2 separate regions of the Zea mays genome follow, and region 2 is linked to region 1. The links are chromatin contacts, called in public Hi-C maps. All regions are on one chromosome and are shown on one strand. Each heading gives the region's core, a stretch centred on a gene start, on an enhancer-like site or on the middle of the called end of the contact. The rest is flanking DNA. Distances are from core to core; before and after follow the strand shown. Region 1 has its middle 37 kb from the start of LOC100278408. Region 2 holds the start of LOC100278408.

What was found. Hi-C and Micro-C count contacts between places; a contact is called where the count stands out from the background.
Region 2: a contact with region 1 is called in a Hi-C map of ear, with 1.9 times the contacts expected there. The contact joins the promoter of LOC100278408 here to the enhancer-like site in region 1. A contact is called at or near these places in 5 of 25 Hi-C or Micro-C datasets (ear, leaf and tassel).

Annotation. Positions count from the first base shown.
Region 1 is chr3:178,365,539-178,370,417 of Zm-B73-REFERENCE-NAM-5.0, forward strand. No RefSeq gene overlaps it. Among protein-coding and RNA genes, the nearest start is that of LOC100278408, 37 kb to the right of the region's middle. Within about 2 kb of position 2,298, at least 20 of the 20 cell types and tissues checked have an H3K27ac peak or open chromatin away from gene starts, as enhancers often do. A contact at or near this core is called in ear, leaf and tassel, where this site is marked.
Region 2 is chr3:178,402,074-178,406,952 of Zm-B73-REFERENCE-NAM-5.0, forward strand. It overlaps LOC100278408, which reads left to right and starts at 2,810. Exons shown (of 13, transcript NM_001374044.1): 1 at 2,810-2,998; 2 at 3,120-3,646; 3 at 4,782-4,879. The coding sequence starts at 3,314.

The sequences.
Region 1 (4,879 bases), core at 1,048-3,547:
TGGCTAAAAGACTTGGGAGCATATATATTTATTGGGTTCCTCTAACAATATTCAATATCCTGGTTCTAAAACATAGAAGACAATTTTATATGAAATATTAAACTATTTCTAAACCATCCAAATCATTTTTCTATTGTATTTTCTCTTGTATATTTATACGAGGAACCATATCCTAGTTTTATTCTTTCTCATGTCCTTTTTTGTTTTTACTTAAGGGGGATACTTTAACGTAATTTTTTTACTTAAATGTGGAGATACTGGCAGTTGAGACGAGGATTTGTTTTTTAGGGGACATGCTTTAGGAAAACCCGAACAACAAGATTTTTTTATTTAATAAAGGAAGGAATGGAACAAATAAGGTGGTGTTTGAATGCACTAAAACTAATAATTAGTTGGCTAAAATTTGTTGGTAGAATTAGCTAGCTAACAAATAGCTACCTAACTATTAACTAATTTACTAAAAATAGCTAATAGTTGAACTATTAACTAGGATGTTTGGATGTCTTAACTAATTTTAGCTACTAACTATTAGTTTTAGTGCATTCAAACACCCCCTAAGTTCAAGAGAAAAAGAGAAAATAAACAACCGACTATCGAGAGTTTAGCTACAAAGACACTCTAAGCCTCCTAACATTGTTAAATTTAAGCATTTGCAACTTAAGCATGTCATTGAAATTTGAAGCTGCCCTTTCACGAGAGGAAGGAAGAGGCAATATTCCTGAAGATTGAGTTGTTCCTTTGCCTCCAAATGCAACATACTACCAGTTCCAGAATATACATGAATAAGTTGTGCTCAAAGCCACCCCTTGCAGCCCCAATCATAGGAAAAATATAGAGGCCGTGGCACCAATGTATCTCAACATTGTTCTAGCATCCCATACTGAAGGGAGAGACGAGGATTTGTTAGAGAAATTTTTTTAACCTTACCAAAAAATATAAATTGCAAATGGATTTAAATTTTATTAAGATACTCTAAGGCTATCTCCAATATCTTACTCATTATTATTTTTATGTTAAACTCCACCCTAAAATAATAAGTACAAACAATGTTTTGGACGGCCATATACACGATTTGCTGGTCATAGCCTACCAATAACAAAAACAGCTACCCACCTTGTTTGCCTAGGATATTTACTTTTTGTTCGTGTTGCCACCTCAAAATATTTGTTGGATTACACGATTGGGTCGTCTAATGCAACCATAAACGAAGGGGACACCATGGAGGCGAGCCCTGTGCATGAAACTGTGTCATAACCTCTTAATTGAAAGAATGTATTGTTTTATTCTTTTTTAGTTTATTTTATCTTACTTATATTGGCATGATAAACATTGAAAATAGTGGAATAAAATTACCATTGAGGACTTGTTTGGGAGGAAAATACGAGGAGGATTGAAGGGTCTAAAATCACTTTGCTATTTAATTTTGAATAACAAGATATTTTAGCCCCTCAAATTTCCTCTAGTATCCTAACTTCCAAAAATCCTGAGGGGATGTTTGTTTCTCTCCTAGATTATATAAGTTGGATTATGGTGGAAGAATAGGAGGGTAAAATATCACTTTAGAACTACAAGCTTATTTGTGGTCCTAAATTAATATTTTATCCTTCTACCCTTCTACTCAGGGACGGATTCAGAACAAAATAAGAGTGATGGCATACTTGTAAGGATGGCTACCAAAATGAGGACATCTAAGTGGCCTTGAGTAGAGAACATATTAAAAATTCAGACTCTACTACTTACAAAGAGGAATGAGTGGGGGCCTAGCTAGGCCCTAAGACCTACATAGGTTTGTCTCTGCTTGCACTATAATCAAGTTTACATAATCTAAAAGGAAACAAACATGCCTGGAGAATGAGCTAAACGACGGGGAACGCCATGGAGGCGAGCCACTCGAGGTCTCCACAAATAAATTGTAATATCTTTTCAGAGAATTCTGGGTGGCGGTGGTCGTTGTTTTGTTGTCGCCTGAATTCCAAGTTCTAACGTGCAAGTACGTCCATGTGTGAACTTATTCGAAAAGTACGTCCATGCATGGGAAAAGATGGCATGACCTGTCTGTGTCTGCCGGTCCGGCCGGGCCACGAATTTCCCCAGGCGGCGTAGAGCGTTTGTTGGCGACTACTAGATAGAGGACCGGAGGAAGAGAACTGCACTGCAGTACTGCACATGCACTGCAGCAGGCATGGAGAAAAGAGAAGCGTCGTCTCGTCGTTTTCTGGCCCCCATGGCCTTGGGCTTGGGGGCAGGGGCACGTACGCGTGCGTGGAACGAGTCGTGGCAGGCAGGCACCATTTCCTCTCGGCTACACATACACAGTAAGTGGGCCATGTCTCGTGTTGTCTCAAGTCACAGCATGCTACCGCGAATTTGCTCCGTGTGGAGCCTTCGTGGCTCCGTCTGCAAGTACAAGTGCGCGCAGGCGGATGACCAGCATGCAGCCAAGCCAACCGGCCGCCGGCGGCCAGTAGCCCGTGTTCGGCCTGCACGGAGAGGAGGGGAGGATTCCGGCCGGGCACCTGCCCCCCACGCTCACGTAGTAGTACGTACGCCGCGCGGTCTCTCGCGCGTTCGCACCCCGTTTCCATCATCGGTCCGCGCCGCCCAAGGCCCACGGCCACCGGCGACGCGCTGCCGAGTGCCGACCACTCCTCGGCTCGCAGCGCCACCGCCACCAGCGTCCAGCGAACGACCTATCGATCCAAGTCTAACGAAGCCCGTCAAATCGCGCGCGCGTCACGATCGCGAACCGGCCGGGATCCGTCGCCGAGTACAGGCTTGGACTCGGTTGCGCTGACACGGAAACCAACAATAATTCGCATGTTCGCTGTGACTTTAACACACAGTCTGTGACAAAAATACTATAGCCGTTTTGGAATAAGCGCAGCGAATAGACTGTCGATCCTATTCGCCCTGAGCCGTGCGCGCGGCGTGGTTGGACGGACGGACATAGGAATATAGGATAGGAGTATGACATATTGACATGATGTGCTAGCCTTCCGCCTCCTCGCCCCCCGCCGGGAGCCGGTCGCTGTGCCGAGTGGCCCACTATTGATTTAGGACTTGTTTGGTTGTGTCGGGATCCGATGAAGCATAATTTGACATTAAGTGGATTAAGGTTCTATTTAGGATAGCTCTAACTCTAAAAAAATTTATTAAAGTTAATGGAGCAGATCATTAGGTGCCTCAAAAAATCTATAACTAGGACTGTAATACTTTAGAAACATTTAGATAAATCTATATTTATTAGTTAAATAAAAAAATATTTTTAAACTAATTAAATTGATATTATAAACTTTATCTTTACACTGGAGCTAGAACCTAGAGTATCTTAAACACGGACACTACTAAATGGGTGTTTGGGATGGATCTAGGTTCTAGCTCCAGTGTGGAGTTGTAGTTTATAATATCAATTTAAATAGTTTTATAAATATTTTTAATATAAATAATAAAGAAAATGACTTATACAATTGTCTTCAAAAGGCTTACAGCTCCAGCTCCACAATTTTCTGGAGCACCTAATGACCTGCTCCACCAACTTCACCAAATTTTCTAGAGCTGGAGCTATCCCAAACAGGGCCTAAATAGAAGAGGATTTATTCGTTTCAATTCCTTTAATCAAGACGCAAAACAGGGCCTCAAAGGGCTCGGCGGAGGACGACCGCTTCAAACGGGCTGTCTGTTCTTGCGGATTTGTAGCAGCCGGTTGCCATCATTGGTCCAAGGAAGGGGCGTTGTCTTGTCTGTCTGTCTAGGGTCCGCCGTTCATTTGTTTTTTTCTCCGTTTTGTTAGTTTCTATGAGACGTCAGACGTGGACGGGAGCTAGCCTAGCTGCTCCATCCGGGAAACAGCCTTGTGCGGTGCAGGGATTTAGGGCCCTTTGGCAGGGCTCTCGCTTCTCCAAAAACAGATTTAGCTCTCGCTCACGAGGTGAAACCACTTCTTTAGATGAGCCAAAGCTATTCTAAAAAATCATTTGGCAAAACGGCTTATAGGTTGTTTTTCAGAAAGACCCTTGTATATGTATATCTCTCCTGTACGTGGCTAGGGATTGAGGGCAGGACCAAAAAATAATAATTTGGACTGGTGGGAGGGCTATTGTGCAAAAATGACGTGAGCTGAAGCCGGGTGAGCCACTTTTTTTGGCTCATGCCCTCTAGTTCATTTTGGAAAAGCACTTCACTGGTGAAGCCATTTGAAAAAGAGGTGTTTGGCACAACTTTTGCATGAGCCAGAGCCGAAGCTGAAAAATAAGCCCTACCAAAGGGGGCCTTATACTTGAGCGGAAACCTTCGCATACTAGGAGTATCTGTGTCACGACAACGGGGGACTCTAGATTTACCGCGGCTGAGGTAACCACACTCGAGTTCTTTTCGGTATTAGGATTTTTATGGTAACAGACCGGGTGCATGGGCGAGTCCAAGATTCAGCTATAGTTGTACATAAAGCACGAGCCTGAGGCTCTTTTTTGGCCCCGTCCATGTCCGACGCGGTACAGGAGTGATGGGTCCAGGCTAGCACGACCCAATGGAGCAGTTTGTGCCTAGGGCGAAAGCCAGGCACGTGGGACGGCACGGCACGGCCTGCTCCCACAGGGCCAGCCCGATACAGGCCCATCGATTTCCCACCCCCTCACTCACATCAATGATGAATCGAGCTGTATCACATCAACTAGAGAACTTAACATACGAGTTTTCTATCAAAACTATTACCCATCAATCTCTATCCTCGGGGATAGAATCCAGCTCACGGCGTACCTGATAACTACGCTTATATACGTCAATTCATGGGAAGATGCTTACAGGAACTTCCAACTACTCACTTTGAGCAGGCATGTTACGAAGCTGGCTGAACTAAGCCCAAGTTCGGTAAGGCGTAAAG
Region 2 (4,879 bases), core at 1,560-4,059, 37 kb after region 1:
TGCATAAACTGATACACACATCAGCATAACTCGTATTATAATTTAGCGTAAGCACAGGTAGGTATAATAAGCCAAAAAGGGTCCGGTGCGGTCTGCACACCTGGTCGGGGCTTCCTGTAGGTAAATAGAGCGCAGGGCTCTAAATACTATATATATATATATATATATATATATATATATATATATATATATATATATATATATATAAACGAAGGGAGTGGTATGCATTTGTGGATCTATTCTGTGTAATAATTAGTAAAAAAAAATAAAATCCATAAGTACAGTACAGAAGAAGAGGTAAACGAAAGTAAAGTAAATCATTGTCGTTAGCTTGAAACTTCTCTAAAGTCTTGTTTGAGAACAAAGTTTTTGAAAATCATGGTTTTTGAAATACTACAGTATACTTTAGTCATGACAATACCACAATTTAAAATACTACGGTTTTGGAATACCACAGTATTGGATACATAGAGGTGTTTGGAAGCAAAATATTTTTTTTTGCACGCGGTAGAGATGCGCGAACTGCGTTTTACAGAGAAAACTGAAGTATAAACCTAAGTTTAGAATACTTCAAAAGAACTGCAGTATTTGTAATACTTTAGTTTTTGAAAACAGAGATTTTAGCTGGCTTGCCAAACACCTTTTAATATATAATACTACAGTTTTTAAGAATACTGCAGTATTCTTCCAAAACTTTGAAAAAACTTCACTTCAAAACACCCCGTAAGTGTTCTTATGCCGACAAGGCGACGACCATATATACCGAGGCACGAGTCGAGCACCAGACAGAGAAGTAAATGTTTTGTATTACACATACGACAAGTTAATTCCATCGCTGTTCATCGTCGTAACGGATAACCAGATGGAAACAATTGGGGCCCTTTCACCGGCCTTTTCTTATTTTCCTACAGTGGACAAGTTGGAGCAAGTGGTGTGTGAGGGTTGACCTGGTACACGAGAACACGACAGCAGAAAAGTTGGTGTTCAACTTGACTGGGAATCGTAGACCGGTGTAGCTTGCCTTAAAATTAATCTTGCCTGTTTTTTTTGGCTAAGCCATAGATTAGCACCCCTGCTCGATCTCCTGGCCACATGATCTAGCTCCACACACTAACTGGAGTGTTGTTCCCTAGTGCTGCTGCAAGTCCATGCGTGGTGGTTTAGGTTTGCTTGCACCAACACTCCAACCTAGCTGTTGCTGCTACTACTACTCACATGCATGTGTTCATATGGTTTAATCATGATAAATGGAGAAAACAATGCTTTGGTTCACTGCACTGGATTAATCTTCAACAACTCATGCAAGTGGCGGTTCTGCATACTACTACGGTACTACCTTAGTTTTCGAGAATATTTGTCGTCCGCTAATTTATATTTAAACTAAAACATGATAAATAAAAAAGAACATAGTAAGTATATATGATAAAAGTTTTGCAAAATTGCATGTCACGCGATGCTTGCACATATTTCTTACACTATCACATGAGGTTATGAGCTAGTATATTTTCGGTGTACTATTAACCTAAGTGCTAGTCAAAGAAATCTATTATATTGGACAATTCAAGTCATCGCTGCACATGACATGCTAACAAGGAAACACCAGCAAGTAAGGTAGTGTTTGGTTGAAGAGCCAAGTAGAACGGAACCGTTCTGTTCAAGTTTTGTTGTTGTTTGGTTACAAAGTAATTAGAATAGAATGGCTCCAATTAGAGAATATTCTCCTCAGATCCAGAACCATTCCGCTCCAAAAAATCAATGGGACGGAGCCGCTCCGTTCCAATCCCGCTCTCACAGTCACGCTCCGTTCCGTTCACTCTGCAACCAAACAAAAAACAGAACCGCTCCGTTCCAGATTACCAAACACAGAACAGAGCGGCTCTGTTCCTAAAATCAGGGATGAAACGACTCCGTTCTATTTGGCTCCTCAACCAAACACTACCTAAGTGTTAAAATAACGTAGACGCAAATCAACACGACTAGCTAATAGCTTCTCGCTGTTTGCTCAAGCTCGTTTTTTTTAACTCCCGCCTCTCCGTTTAATTAAACAATCCACGAAAAAGGAAATATTTGCGAGTTTATTTGCATCCAAAGCAAACATGTTATACGTTGTGAAAATTAGGGGTATTGGGTTTTTAGTAACTATTTTTTTAGCTCTTGCATCCTATTTTATTTTAGTTTCTAAATTATCAAATACATAAATTAAAATATTTTTTTAGTTTCCGTATTTTGCAATTTAAAAACTAAACCAAAATAAACTAGAGAAACTACAAATTATTGCCTAGAAACTAAACACCCATTTATGATTGATGCAATTGCTATCGATAAACCTCTAAGGACATGTATAGTAGAGAGACACCAAAACGGCTCTTCAAACACAAGAGGTAACTAAGATACTCTATTATACAATGGAGTGTCTATAAATGTAGCCTATTAATAAATATAAAAGTAAATGCGTTTGTATAACATCGAATCGATTGAACAGACAACAAATTCGTACAGTGGAAGTAAGACATCTGTTACTATTTAAGCTACAATTCAGAGATATCTCTTCACAAAAAAGATGGCTCCATTTTTTTTACAAATACAATTTTAGACAGCTCAAAAGATTATACATTAAACACCACTGTACCTAATAACTGCGTAGACACGGACGGCAACACGGCCGCCGCGAAACCGCGTTAATTTATGAGCGCCCGCTGATGTGCCTGTTCCTGTGCCTGTGCGTGCGCCTCCTGCGTGTGGCAATAGCAGCGGGCAGCGGCAGTTGGTCACCGTGGTCGTGGAGTCTGCAGTGGGCTGGACCCTCCCTGCCGCAGTTCCGCTGTTGGACCCTCCTTGCCCGGCTACTGCTGTACCCTCCAACAAGGCAAAAAGAAGAACGAAGCTCACCCACCCTGCCCATCGGCCTCATCACTTCCCTCAAATCCACCGATCCCCTTCCAGAGGTTAGGGCCTCTGCGCCCGATTTCGTCCCGCCTCGCCGATCCACCCGCCGCAGGTGCGTTCCCTTGCGCCAATTTCTGGTGAAAATGCGTTCGTGTGGAGAAAATCTCTTTACTTTTTGCGCGGAAATTCCGCGCCTCTCTTCTGACTTGGCGCTGTTCTCATGGCTTCTGCAGGTGAGCGGCTTCGCCGGTTGGAGTGTAGTACTGCGGTCGCGACCTTCGTTCCGAGCTGGTTCATTTTCGCTTGGATAGGTTTGGTACGGATGGGAGCCGGCGGCGCGGGGATCAGGAATGTTTCGGTGCGTGGGAGGTGAGAGCCGCCGGTGGGCACTGAGGGCCTAGGGTTTGGTTGAAGAGGGAGCAACGAAATGGGGGGCTTTTGCTCCAAGGGGTCGGCGGTGGACAAGTCACCCAGCGACACTACGCTCGGCCCCGGCCGGGAGGTTGACCGCCATGACCGTCTAGTGGTGAAGGAGGAGAAGAAAGCTGTGGTGGGGGAGGCTGCTGCCAAGAGGATGCAAGAAGAGCAACATCAACAGCAGCAGCAGCAGCAGCAGCCAGCAGCGCCACCACTGCCTGTATCGGTGTCGCAAACGGCAGTGCCTGGAGCTACCGCGGATAACACTGCAGCACCATGGGATGGGGTGCCACCACTGGCACGGTTGCCATCTCAGAAGTCGGGGATGGGTGTGGCGAATAAGGCAAGTTTTCAGTACTTACTTTAATGCATTATTGCTGAATCAATCATTTCTTGCCTCGTCTGTTAAAAAACTGAATTGTTTTTTATATCAGTGTAATTTGTTCGTGCTGATAATGTTGCTTAGGGATTAGTGCACTTTTCTCATGGGAATTTTGAGCTTTCTTTTTCTGTAGCATTAGCCTTTTCATGACATTTTGACATCTTGAACTAGAGGATGATCTACCAACATCTTTGCGTGAATTTTAATAAGTTTTCCTTGAGTGCTTGGCAGCAAGGAATTTGTTATTCTCTGCTATAATGAATGTGTATGTTGCTTTGGATTTATGGTCACACAAGAAAGGACCAAGAACTAACCAATTGAACCCAACTGAATAAAATCTTGAGTGCTTACGATGATGAGGAAAGACGGGCAATTAATTCATACTTAATAGGAGTATTTAATTGCGTCTGCCAGGATTCGAACTCGAGAATCGAGATATTTGACCCTGGTACTGACCTATTCAACCAAAAAGTTTAAGGTAATGGGGAAAGGCGGCCATTTCACTTAACTTCAACATATGGGCTACTGGTACTGCCAACTGAAGAAAATCTTGTCCAACACCAGTTCAGATGGTTTGGACTTTCAAACAAAGACCCTACTGGTGCATAGAGGGATCCTTTGATATTGGGGGAGGAAGAAAAAGAGGACTTGAAAGGATGGAATATACCTAAAGATTTGTCCTTGGATAGGAACACATATGTTCGGCTATTTCACCAACATGAACTATTAATCGGCTAAGAGGGCTTTTTTAGAGTGTTGTGTGGGAAGGGAACTGCTGCACAGTTGTGGGTGATTGAGAGTGCACATCCTACAAATGCAATGCAGTTTATGCTGTTTTCACCTGCATTCTTATTACTTTGCCAGAATATTGTTGTAGCTTTTCCTATTTATTGCCACACTACTATAGCTTTATGACTTCCAGCCATTCATAAAATGGTTTGCTATGCTAAACCTATGAAAGATGAACTTTTATCGTTGCTAAATTGAAATGTTCACCCTTAACTATTTGTCCATGAAATGTTCAAAAATTCTGCTCGGTCAGAGAGATTGCTAGACCCTATGCCATGTTTGATGTTCTATTTCCTTGTTGAAATAGGTTTCGGAAGTAAGCTCAATTCTGGGTAGAGCTAGTACTGCTGGCCTTGGAAAAGCAGTGGAAGTGCTTGACACACTTGGCAGTAGCATGACAAATTT